Linked DNA regions of Sus scrofa: region 1 is linked to region 2. Evidence: chromatin contacts called from public HiChIP or PLAC-seq data. All regions are on one chromosome and are shown on one strand. The core of a region is the stretch at or near the end of the contact, and the rest is flanking DNA. Distances in the headings are between cores, read along the strand shown.

Region 1 (6,409 bases), core at 1,772-4,271, 140 kb before region 2:
GCATCACCCGGCACAGCCCGCGCTGCTCGCTCGAGAGCCCAGCCGGGGAGGCGCGAGCGGGAACGTGTGTGTCCGTGGGGCTGCCGGGGGCCGGTACGAGGGGAGCGGCGGAAAACCCGGCGTGGAGCGCCCGCCGCTAGGTCGCCCGCCGCCTGGGGTTCGGCCGGCCGCGGGGTTCAGGGGTTCAGGAGAGACCTAACGCGCACGCGCGCGCGGCCGCGCACCTGCCCCGCGGGGATCCCGCGCGCCCCGCGGAACCGAGCCCCTCCCGGTCGCCCAGACTGGCAGAGGAGCCTTGGTGTCTCCGAGCTTTCGGGGGAGAGCCCGAGGGGCGGCACAAAGAGGGTTATTTATGACCCGCGCAACTGTTTCTGTGGGTTGGGGTTTTAAGGTTACTGAGGATTCGTTTCTGAGGATTTAGGATCTACCTACTTCAAGTGGACAGGGTGACTGTGGGAATCAAAAGTATTTTCATTAAAACCAGACTCTCTATACCCAGCCCAGCCCCTGCTAGGTTCCAGAAGTCTAAATTTGGGGATACACATAAACAGGCAAACAAAAACATACAATGTTGTGGGTCGGAAAGCTTTACAATTCACAGATTTGACAATGTGCTATATTTTCACATTGACAATTGTCGTAAGAGTTATCTTACCGGAACAGCAATGTGGCTGCACTCGGGCCATGGGAAATTTACACCTGTTATGCATACGTCCTTCCAAGTCAGTCAATGGAATTGCAAATCAAGGAGCAGGATGGTATTGGGAAGTCAAGGGAAAGAGTATCTGTTGTCATTATGCACAGAATAAAGCTTACAAAGGGGAGAAGATGAAAACACCACATCCAAAGGCATGTTATGGAAGCAGTTTCTATTTACAAAAGCTGACCCTGGGGCAGTTCTACAGTAAGGGATCAATTGCAGAGAAAGTCACTGTATTACATGCAGATGAGCATACCTTACAGAGGGGTAAAAATCCAAACTCTCTAGAGTCGTTTTACAAAACTTTATTATTGTCAATTAGAAAGAATGCATTGAAGAGCTTACATGAAGTTGGTGAGATTCTTCTTCTTTGTCTTCGAATCAAATCTACAGGTATTGGAGAAGAGATTCTATGCTTGAAATTTAGACTCCATAAATGATCAGCGGCACAACCAAAAATTTCATGGACAGAATCTCAGGCTTCTGGGATTTTTCAGAGAGGTTTTTATATAAAATTTGTAAAAGTTAGAATAACTTTCAAAATATTTGTTACATGGGCCATGTGGCTCACTGTTATCAATGATTCTTGAACTATTTGCTATTCACTTTGAGAATTCTAGGTTAAAAATTGTCTTTTATTCCACTTTTTTTTTTTTTTTTCTGTACCAATCTCTGTAAAGTATACTTCAGGTGAACAAAAAACTGCCTAAACCCTGCCGAGTGAACTAAAGTGTAAGACTGGAGCTTTCCCAACAAGAGAGGAAGAGCCTCATAAATCATAAGTATAAAATATCTGTATAGCCTTTCCTTTGAGTATAGGAATATAAAAATATAACGGGCTTGTTATAAAATTTGAAACATTACACAAAGTTGTAACAAAGAAAGTTCCTTGTAATCCCATACCCTAAAGATCACACATAACAATTAAGCCTATGACCATAACACGTTTTCATTTTACTTAACATCTGCCATAAGCAACTACAGCATTACCTAGTTGGGATGGTAGTATAGGTACTATTGGTTTTGTTTTGGCCTTTTTCTTCCCTCTAGTGGTATAAAATCAGGATGTAGGAATTTTTAAAAGAAAATTAACTTATTTTAGGTGATTTGAACCACCCATAGTTAGCATATCCAGTGGGTTGAAGATGCATAACTCCTGTATCTAGGATTACTCACTGCCATCTTGCCAGTCACTGGTTATATCCAGAAGACAGGAATCCCCTCTCCACACCTCAATGGCTTAGTGTTCTACATTCCTCTCCCCTGCTCTCCAACTTTTCCAAAGTCTGAGCACCAGGGGTTCGATCCCTGCCCTTGCTCAGTGGGTTAACGATCCGGCATTGCCATGAGCTGTGGGGTAGGTCGCAGACGCGGCTCGGATCCCGCGTTGCTGTGGCTCTGGCGTAGGCCGGTCGCTACAGCTCCAATTTGACTCCTAGCCTGGGAACCTCCATATGCTGGGGGAGCAGCCCAAGAAATGGCAAAAAGCCAAAAAAAAAAAAAAAAGAAAAAAAGCCCTCTCCCCCCAAAAAACAGCTTAAAAAAATGTAGTCTGTGTATCTATTTTAAACTCTAACTACTTCTGCATGAGTCTGGAGAAAGAAAAAAGAAAAAAGAAAAAAAAATGACCAGAGCACATTTACATACCAACAAGTAAGAAAATAATTACTAACTACAGAGCAAAGAACAGTTTGTTCTATAAAACTGTTGCTCAAATAAAGAATTACTGTTGATATTAGCGTAGAGCTGAATATTCTACTTTCACCAAATTCCTAGGTTTATAAGCAACATGGCTAGCCACAGTTTTTCAGTCAGTTTTAAAGCTTAACTTTTAGGAATTTTAACCCCAAATGTTCTGAGACATTGAGTAACTGACCTTTTCATCCCTTCTAAAAAAGCCTCGATGTGGAATTGCCAGCTATCCTACAGGAAATTGAGTCATCACACCAAACAACACACCTAAATGTCACCGATACTTGCAGGACAAAAACAGTGAGCTGGTTTAATTTTGGGTTTTACCAAGAACTTACACTGCATTCATTAATAAAATACTTTTCTCCCTGGAGAGCAGTAGTCACTATGGCACTACCTGAAAATATATGAAAACTCTTCTATTTCCCTGTCCAAAATCTTTCTAGGTCAAGGAACTACAGGGAGAAACTGCCTAATCAACCACTGTTGGCTAAATTCCACAAAAGCCAGGAGAGGACGATGGAAGAGCAACTGAGAAATAACTTGAGCCGTTGCAAGTCCCCTCCTACGGTAGCATTGGTTTCCTTCAAGGCCCCCTTGAACTATGTAACACCCGTGATTCTGCTCAGGATCTTCTGTGAACAAACAGTCCTCAATTCTTGCAGGCCAGCACTTGGCTTCCGTCATTGTGATGCGATCAAGGGTTCCCCTGACACATGGCCTGAAATGGTGCCAGGGGCTCCAAGGGAAGATGCTGAAGCAGCAGCTTCCTCTCGAAAAGGAAAAAAAGCAATCACCTCAGAGCCACAACAGTGAGCTGGAGGCTGAGGTTGTTTTCTTCTGAAACGTTCAGCCGTTTACCCTTACTCACAGCTTACAGCGATGGTGACCATTGAGGTAAAAGGATCCACTCTATGTGATGTGTGACTGTGTGGATGTCAGTTTCTCTGCCAGCAGTTGACTGATTATAGGTCTGTATAAAGTTGTCATAACCCCTACACAGACCTATTGGTGTAAATGAAGAGAACCAGTCAAAACAAAATGTCACTTACTTTGGATACCATTTGCTTCCACTTAATTCAAAAATATAAATACGAACGCTGATGGCTGATTCATACTTTTCCTAAAATTAAATGGAAAACAACAACCCTTTATCAAACAGGTAGGACTGGAGGAAAACGATTTCCATTCCACCATGTATTGCTTTGAGCTGTCACTGCCTGAATTTACTACATCAAGGATTTGTGCACTTTAGCTCTAACTTTTGTTGACTTTTTTTTTTTTTCTCTCTATACATTTTATCTGATGGGAAATACATGAAGGAGTTGGATTCACTTTCAATGTGTATGTGTAACAGGTTTAAGCAGAGCTTGCCAGTGGCAAGCTACTCTCATTTCCAAGTGTAGTTCCGGCGTCAGGTTCTTGTTTTGAAATCATAGGAAATACATAAAGTTTCACTTACTACTTCAAAAAACCTCCAAAGGAAAGGTGTACATATTTTTGTGAGTTTTTTCCTTGTCTTCTGACTATCTTTGATTTTTTTTTCCCCTGGGGCTGCTGAAGGCTCCAATAGAATTATGTTAATGAAATAAACATAAGATTGGGTTGTATTGACTTCTAGTATCTTCAGTAATTTCAGGAACATTTAACACCAGATATGTACCATGCACCTTATCAGAGTCAGAGTCTGCAAAAACAAGACACATTAAAGAATGTGTCCCTTATCCAAGGAAAGCCTAGTGTCCCGGGTATAGTTGGTTTTAGCATACTCTACTGTAGAAAGTATTGCGAAAGAAGGAAGCGTGTACACTATGGGAGAATAACAGAAGGCAATTTAAATCAGAGGTGGAGTGGGAAGGGGCTAAGTCCTAAAAAATGAAACAAGTGATGAGGGTGAGAAGATTTTTTAAGAGAAACAATATGAACGAGCACATGGGCCTGAGGTCAAAGGCTGTGTGTGTGTGTAGGGAAAGGACCTCCCATGGAGTCTTGCTCAGGGGGAAAGAGGCTAGAGAAATCTGCAGACTCTGGTCATGGAAGTCTTGTCAGGCATTTCCAAGTCAGGGCTTTGGGCTGAATCTTTAAGAGGAGGAGCCTTGATAAGTGATTCATGGTACTGTGTGATTTAGGATCAGGTTTTATTGAGATGGCAAATTCTAGGGCTCTGCAATAAATGGATTGAAGGAGGGAAGGCTGAAGTCAGTGAGACCATTATCTTCAGCCATTTTATTGGTAAAATAAAATTAATAATTTAAAGAATATTTGCACCTCTGATGATTATTCTTATCTAAAACAATCTAAGTATTAAAATTCGACACAGGCATATGCTCCCATAATATGTCAGGCCTGAAGAGAAGGACTGCCCAATTAGACGTTTGCAGGAATAGACCTCTTGCTTTCAAAAGCTAAAACTTCTGAAATTGCAATCATACTGTATTCCTCATAACTGTATCTGCCAGATTTTCTTTCAGCGAGAATGTGAGAAATGTTTGGCAAGGCTACTTACTACAGAAGCTAAGACTTTAAGGAGCCCTAGTTTGAGCAGAACTAAACTGTGGCCTCTTCCACACAGAAAAGGGGAAGACGATGCTGGTTGCTCCAGTGGGAGGGAATATATATGGTGGATGTGTGTGTGCATGTGTGTAACAGAAAGGGGTTGACTTGGTCTACAGAGTAATTTCACCCTACAAATTCCCCACTCCTTCCAATCTTTAACAAAGTTACTGAAGGCACAAAATGCTGATTTTTTTTTTTTTTTTTGCTTCTTTGTTTAGTCTGAGCTTGGAGGGCAGACTGGTTCAAACTGAAATGTCTGCCTGAGCTGACACTGGAGAGAAGAGACAGTAAGAGGAGAAGCTTTTGGAACTAAGTGTAAGAGGAGGGAGGATTTTTGTCCAAGGAAACAGAGCCAAGTGTAATCAGACATCTGGACTGGGGACTTTATGTGACATGTATGTGACTATAAGCAATATTACTCCTTGATGGAAATTAGAAAACAAGGAGTGATTCATGGAGATCCCATCGTGGCTCAGCAGTTAACGAACCCGACTAGTATCCATGAGGAGGCAGGTTCAATCCCTGGCCTCGCTCAGTGGGTTAAGGAGCTGGCATTGCCATGAGCTGTGGTGTAGGTCGCATATGCGTCTTGCATCCTGCGTTGCTGTGGCTGTGGTGTAGGCTGGCAGCCAGTTGCAGCTCCAATTCGACACCTAGACTGGGAACCTCCATATGCCACGGGTGTGGCCTAAAAAGACAAAAGACAAAAAAGAAAAAAGAAAACAAGGATTCCCATCTCCATTCCACTACATACAAGGCATAACCCCTGGCACATCACCTAATCTTTCTTGGACCTTAATTTCCTCACCTGTAGATCCGGAAGAATAAGAAGAACCTCGTAGATTATTTTAGTTTGAGTGCGAGACCACGAGTTAGATAACTCTGTGTTGATCACCTAATTGATTCTTTACCAGGCACTGCACTAAATGATGGAGATTTAGCAATGAGCAAGGTAGTTAAAAGTTCCCACCTGCTCTCAAAGAGTTTACATTCTACTGATTATAATAATTTTCTTTTCATGTGAATAAACATATATTGAACACCTGCTATGTGTCTGGTGCTGAGTACAACAAATGAAATAACTTTGGCTTTCAACAAGCTCATAGTCCAATGAGGAAGGCAGTTATAGTAGAGTACGTATGTACGTTTCCACTAAAGCCAGGCAGTAGATGGAGATGCACTGTCAGCACAAGGCAGAGATGGGGGACAGGAAAGATGTCATTAACCACAGCCTAAGAGCTATCTGGGAAAGCCTTCTGAAAGAGAGAATGCCAGTCCTGAGTTCCAAGGATGGATTGAAGAGTTAACCAGGTGAGGAATGGGGGGGGTGTGACATGTGAGATAGAAACATGTGCTGTTGCCAGTTGGAGAACCATAAGTCATATCAAGCAGATAAGAATACTAAATTTGGGTTCAGTAATGGACAAAGATAAGTTAGAGAAGTAGTCATGGGGATTTTAG
Region 2 (7,165 bases), core at 442-2,941:
GTCAGCCAAAACTGTAGTTACCCTGAGTGTAAATAACTGGGCAGAGGACTGATCATGCCAGGTGATTTCTGACAGATGGAATCATCATATTTATTTGTCATCCTGCTTCATCTCTGATATGAGAACCATCATCACACAGTATTTATAGAAAATTAACAGGACATCGTATGACTTAGAGTAAATGGTTAGACAACATGGCAACTATTCAGAGAAATCTAATATATCACCTTGAGTTCAATTAAATTGAGAAAACACTGTATGAAGGTCCAGCCAGAAGGAGTGGGAGAAAATAACTTACTTGCTAGGTGCTCGGTCTTGCAAATTAGTCAACGCAGCAAAGTTGTTTCGGACAGTTCGCAGGCTGGCCAAGACCTACAACAAAAAAGGAGTCTTTAAACTTCTTGAAATGAGGGCCTCTTTAATGAAATTTGAAATGGTTTGGTGACTTTAAAAATTGGTTTGTTCAGTGAAAACCTGACACCACTTCCAACTTAGTTTCATATACTACTGAAGAACCTCCCAGCATCTGGTGACATTTACATGTATCCATATGAAATCCACAGAGGGCAAACTTAAAAAGATTTTCTGGATTATTTCTCCTCATGGTCTATGAATATGGTGACAGGAGCAGCAACTGCCACAGTATTTCTGGATTCCTCAGCCACCAAAAAAACAATGTCCCAGGCAATATACAGAGTGCTATTGCATTTTATGCAAATTTCAAATCATGTAATATGAAATATTCATAAAGTCTCACTTTAAGGGCAAAATGTAAAACAGTTCTCTTACCAAGTTCTCTTCAAACCAAGAATGCCATAATCTTAAAATCCACAAACCACACCCTTTTTTTTTTTTTTTTTTTTTTGTCTTTTTAGGGCTGCAACTGCTGCATATGGAGGGTCTCAGACTAGGGGTCAAATTGCAGCTGTACCCCCTGGCCTATGCCATAGCCACAGCCATGCCAGATCCCAGCTGCATCTGCAACCTACACCACAGCTCATGGCAACACCAGATTCTTAACTCACTGAGCGAGGCCAGGGATCAAACCTGCTTCCTCATGTATGCTAGTCAGATTCATTTCTGCTGAGCCATGACGGGAACTCCAAACTATGTACATTTTAAATTGTTTTTGCACTTTTGCCACAGGGCTACTCTAGCTAATACACAGAGATTCCTTTCCTCGTGAAGGTTATCTGATTCATGAATTATAAGGTCTCGAATAAAATGAGACTGCCCTGAATGTGCACAGTGCCTGGCCCATGAAAGACACAAAATTTTGTTGAATAAATGATTACTGAGACACAACATAATCCACACACACAAGGCAGGACCAGTAGGCCCCACTATTTCTGATAGCTCTTCCTTTTTTTCTAATTCTAGTGAAGCTGGACAGTGGCAAAACAATCAGAAGTTAGGGAGCACCATCTCCTCCCACTTTCTCCTAGAATGGGCAAGTTTCCCCTCAGGGTGTAGCCTAGAGTTGCTAAGGTCAAAGGCCCTCTGGGTGACAATGGGAATGTTAAGTTTCTCTCAAACTTAGATTTCAGATGCCTTTGTAGATACCACATCACAGCCCAGATGGCCTGGCTCTGTTACAGTCAACATGTGAACTCAGACAAGTTCCATCGTTTATCTGAAGCTTAGTTACTCATCTGGCAAGCAGGAGAGTGCCGTCTACCTCAAGGGCTGTTGTGAAAATGCGATGAGATGACAGGTAAGGTGTCCAGAACAGTGTCTGGCAAACACAAGGCGCTCAGGGACTATTAGCCCAACAAGGCAACATTCCATTTGACTAATGATTGGGCATGTATGCCGGGAATCTACTTAATGTCTCCTAATGACAATATGCAAGAGATGGGGGGCAAATTTATAATGTTACCAGGGCTCCAGGTCTGTTCCCAGAATTTTTTTTCACTGGATGCTGACCGAGACTAAAATCAGCCTAAATTTTGTTCTAAGACAAAAACGTCTCAGACATTTTTTAAACTGGCATTCCTTCTTGTAGGTCACTGGGGTCCTGTTTATGCCCAGGACAGTGACCTACAGCACTATCCCTGAAGGAGTTAATGGTGTTTTGTAAGGTGCCAACCATGATTAACTCACTCCCTGGAAAAATCTGGTCCATTATCACATATAAACAGCTCACAGTGCCAAAAGGTCACCCTGCCTATGACGGAGGATTCGACTGGCCAACTGCTGACATCAAACCATGCTGTCTTTTATCAGGCATGAAATCTTGAATGATCCAGAAAGAAATCTGACAAATGACCCACTGTCATTAAATCATGCAGGCTGAATTTAGACTTTAAGAATTGAATATTAAGTACACTAACAAAACATTTTAAGGTTATTGCCCCCCATCAATCCTTATTCTAGGCTAAAATTTAACCTCAGAATTCTGAGAATTTTGTTTTAATAAATTAAGGTAAGTGCATCTGACAGTTGGGCAAACAGCAATAGGACCGTAGGTAACTCATGATCTGTGCTCATTTGAAAGAAAGCATTACTTCATGAAAGATACACTCCACTTGTTTTTCTGTATAAAGGTTTTTGCCTCAGATATAATAAAGATATTAAATTAGAGGATTTCATTTTGGTTTTTAAATTACATTTTTATTTTGTACTTATTTGCATAATCTATATCTTTACATGGTACACATTTAAAAGTAAATTGTCTCTCTCAATAACAAAGAAAATAATCAAAATTATTGTTATTTCTGAGAAGAGGCCAACAGATAAAACTGGGGGACCCTTGGAGGCATTAAAATATTGGCACTGTTCTATTTCTTAAACTGTTGATTTTAGTATTGTTCTTTATCTTTTAGAAAGTCTCTAGAGATCTTCTCTTATATGGATGAAATATTTCACAATGAAACGTGAAAATAGGTTTCTCTGTTTGAGCCTCTCCTCCATTCAGCTGCTTATCCCCTCGACTCACGGGCTTTTAGATTGTCTCCTAAATTTTATTTTTATACACACTGCTGCAGTAAGTACCCTTGTAGATACATCATCCCCTATATGTGCAAGTATTACATTATTGTTTTTGTGGGGACAAATAATATTTGATAAAGGCTTTATTAAGTATTAACTTGATCTTCTGCACCATGACACAGATGGTACAAACAGAAGTGTAAATAAAAGTCCCAAACAAATGTTGTAAGGAGGGTGTTGTCCTAGGCCTAGTGGGATGATCCTGGGTGTCCATATCATGAAGACACTATGTTAGCCTTTCCTGCTCTCACCTGCACTGCTGGACATAGGGTGAGGCATCTGCTACTGCAGGTGGTGGAGAACTAGAGGCAGTTTTACATAAGGCCCTGAGTTAAAGTTCAATTATGCTTTGTTTTTGTTACAGGGCCACTCTCACTTCCCTTGAATTCAATCCTTTAAGAGCTAGAGTCTGGGCTCTATTGCTCCTACAATTTTCTCCACTCTTTAATGCTTGCTAATCAAAAAGTTCCCTGAGGTTTTCTCCCACACAGTTCAATGGTTAGAAAATGAAGGTCATTTCTTTCTCTTCTGCCCCTCCAAGCAAAAGTATAATCAGTCAAGGTTAAAATACATTGGGAATGATGAAAAATAATACACTTTAGGAAAGAAATTATTACAATGTCATGGAAAATTTTTGTACAGAAATGTACTTGAGCATGAAAGGGATTAAATGCTATTTGCACACACTAATCTCAGACTTTCTTAGGTATTTCTAAACATTTATTAACCAATAAGATTCACTGAAAATGGCAGGGAAATGTGGACTTCATTAAAAAGTTAAACATTTGAACATACAAGCCAAAAAGAAATATACACTTATATAACAGTAACTATTTGAAAATATTTAAAGAGATTGCTTTAATAAAAAGATGTGGCAATAACATTCAAGTTAAAAATTCCCACTTAAAAAGCAGAGTTTTGAGGATTCTTTTTCATGCTAACCACACTTTACGCCACTAGATGGCACCAAAACACAGACCATGAGTTGTCACAGACCTTGGGGTGGGTAGGGCAAGGAGGGAGAATTTCTTGTCTTGGTTTTACCGCCAGAAAAAAAATAAACTGGAGACAAATAATGATTATACACAAGATAGAAAGGTCATTATATGGAAACATGGAAACATCTTTCCATGTTATGTTTTGGTTAAACAATATGAAATTGCTCTTTTTATATGTCAACAAAGATTGACTTGATAGTTTCATATAGTTCAAACTAAAAAGTACTAAGATCCCTAGAACATACTACTGAGATTTATTTTAATGAACGATTGAAAAAAACCTAACAAGTAGAAGCAACAGAAATGTTGTGACTTCCTTTCTAATGCGGTAACGAGAACCTACTGGATGCAGTGATAAGACCACAAGATTGCCGTTTCTGGGAGAAATGGGGAAGAGACATAAAAGGTCTTTAAAAAAACTGACAATGTCCAATTACCATGGAATAGTACTGTTTTACAGAGTTAATAACCACTACATTTTCCCTAAAATTATCCCAGAGGCTGTATTTTGGTAAGAGTAAAGATAAGATGACTTGGCTGTTCTTACCCTCTATTTTTAAATCAGGCATATCTTCTAGTCTGAATGACATGAGGTCTTTCCAGGGATCCAAGATAATATCTGGATATTTCCTGTCTTTTCTTTACTTAAAGATGTTTACTTCTTTGAATATTGTGCACCTCCAGGTGAGAATTCTGGTTGACTTTTTGAGTTTTACAAGGTAGTCCTATCACAAATAATGGGAAAGGTGGGGTCAGAGGCACCTCACTACAAAGCAGGGTTCCCTACGTGTTGTGCCTCCTTGGTCTACCTTTGGTCCCCACAGAACTCTGGCCAAATTGTGACTCCTCACCCTTGGGAGAAAAAGGCCACCCGCTGAGCATCATCACAGGGTAAGGCATTAAGATTCATTTTTGACAACGCTTAGCCTAATGGAATACCCACACCAAAAGATTTCAAAAAATGGGAGCGATATTTATTTTTAAATGGAAACAAAGAAAACATTTAGAGAGGTTATCTTCCTGGGGATCAAAAGGATTCTGAACATACAGGGGAAACCATAAGAAACTGGAAGTGGGAAAGAGTTTAGGTTCAGCAGCAAGAATGTCTAACCCCGACACTGTGTGGCTTGGGGACAAAAAGTGGAGGGCTCTGGTGGGTTATATCTATGCACCATGTTGCAGGTATCAGCCCTGTCCATCAAAGTGGAATACGACCTTGCAGGTCTTCTTAAATTCTCTTATAAGTTAATATTTTATTCCCCTAGCTTCCCAGGAAACCAAGACTGGGAAACAACAGGGAGGGATCCTTTCAGGTCTTGGAGATACACCCAGGCATAAAGAAATGAGTTTGCAAGAAGAGGCAGAAGATAAGATGGGATTGAAAAGAGACTGACAACTTTAAAGAGTGGGAGGCCCATTTTTAAGATTTATGGGAAGGACAATACACACAGAAAAATAAATCTAAAGGGATAGAAAGTAAAATGTCAACAGCAGTTATTTGGGGAGTTGGAATTACAGGAAATTTTCTTTTTCTTCCTTTTGCTTCTATTTCTTTTCTAAATGTTTCATGCAAAAGATTCTATTTTGAAAGCAGTATAGCTTTTTCACTGGAAGAATCTAGTGTGAAATTCCCAACCTCAAAACAGGCTGGGGAAAGGGGGAAATTCCTTGGTCTATTTGAACATTTCCCTAGTGACCTAATATCTACTGTTTTCTTTCCATTGGTGAAAAGGGCCATGGTATATGTGACCAAATAAGGTCGGTATCACATCAAGGGACATAAATACCTTATGGTTCAGGCATTATAATATTTAGCATTAAATGGTGACTATTCTATCCTGTATTAAAAAATTGAGGACTTATTGCCTAGGCCAACAAAATAAGCTAGTGGTATCCAATCAGGCTTAAGAGAAGGCTATACACAAACTGCCACTAACTGGACCTTCTTTCTTACCGGCTTCCCCAAAGATGCTCCATCATTAGCAAAACTGTTCAGGGTTTAACAAGCTTTTTTCTCTTTCTTTTTCTTTCTTTCTTTCTTTCTTTCTTTCTTTCTTTCTTTCTTTCTTTCTTTCTTTCTTTCTTTCTTTCTTTCTTTCTTTCAGGGTTTAACAAGCTTTTTTCTCTTTCTTTTTCTTTCTTTCTTTCTTTCTTTCTTTCTTTCTTTCTTTCTTTCTGTCTTTCTCTCTTTCTCTCTTTCTCTCTCTCTCTCTCTCTCTCTCTCTCTTTCTCCTTCCTTCCTTCCTTCCCACCTTCCTTCCTTCCTTCCTTCTTTCAAATTCTGGTATAGCTTTCTAGACCATATACCCTAGGAAAAGGCCATTTGTGAAAACTGTGATAAAGTCACTTAAAAAAATCTGTAGCCTCTGGGACAATAACCACATTCTATAAGTTGTTGAGTCATTAAGCTAATCATAGGCAAACTCTTCTAAATAGATTCCAGGATTATTTTCAAGTGTGTGTATACACACACACCACACACACAAATTCCAGAGTTGGTTTTTATTCAAAGTTCCAATTTCAAGGATTTTAAGTACACATTTATTTAATTAAATAGCTTACTAACACAGACTACATGATATTTTACATATGCATTTCTCAGTAAACTGAAATTCTATCAGTTTTTTGGAGATTTTAAGTACACTACAGAAAATGTCTAGTTATGAGAAGACAAGATTGCCTTAGAACTTAAGAGTGCTGAGAGCAAAATCCAAGTCAAATGCATTGATCAACTAGCTGGAGATGCATAAATACTACTTAAAGTAAGAAGATAAAGAATATCACACTCAGAATATTTCTTTCACATTTTACTATATATTTACATACATTTTTCTTACACCAATACCTAGAGATTTTAGTTAAAAGCAAGAAAAGCTACCTAAATAAACTCAAGTTGGAATGATGGCTTCTACACTTGATAATGGGTATTTACAGATTATTTTGCCTGATTTATTCTGTCTATCCAGCTCTCAGTTCTTAGACATAAAGTAATGGGTTCCCAATAGTAACCAATTAAAATCCTTAGCTTTATAAGATTTTGCCGTCACAAAATATGACGAAAACATACAACATTTTTGAACACAGAAATATAAATATCAGAAAGAATTCATGACCTCCAGCAAAACCCTAAGCAAATGAGACATTAACCTTCTGAAAGGGATTGTGGTTGTATTCTA

What was found. HiChIP or PLAC-seq counts read pairs in DNA pulled down with a chosen protein or histone mark.
Region 1: a contact with region 2 is called in an H3K27ac HiChIP or PLAC-seq map of skeletal muscle. The contact joins two enhancer-like sites. A contact is called at or near these places in 12 of 47 Hi-C or Micro-C datasets (blood, embryonic fibroblasts, epiblast stem cells and 6 more) and 1 of 2 datasets of contacts at active chromatin or transcription factors (skeletal muscle).

The regions. Positions count from the first base shown.
Region 1 is chr16:37,952,045-37,958,453 of Sscrofa11.1, forward strand. All of the region lies in intron 9 of PDE4D (cAMP-specific 3',5'-cyclic phosphodiesterase 4D), which reads right to left. Among named protein-coding and RNA genes, the nearest start is that of RAB3C, 540 kb to the left of the region's middle. Within about 2 kb of position 3,022, at least 7 of the 83 cell types and tissues checked have an H3K27ac peak or open chromatin away from gene starts, as enhancers often do. A contact at or near this core is called in skeletal muscle, where this site is marked.
Region 2 is chr16:38,094,135-38,101,299 of Sscrofa11.1, forward strand. It overlaps PDE4D (cAMP-specific 3',5'-cyclic phosphodiesterase 4D), which reads right to left. Exons shown (of 19, transcript XM_021076868.1): 8 at 299-372. LOC110257279 (a long non-coding RNA gene) reads left to right here and starts at 6,148. Exons shown (of 2, transcript XR_002339686.1): 1 at 6,148-7,165. Within about 2 kb of position 1,692, at least 1 of the 83 cell types and tissues checked has an H3K27ac peak or open chromatin away from gene starts, as enhancers often do. A contact at or near this core is called in skeletal muscle, where this site is marked.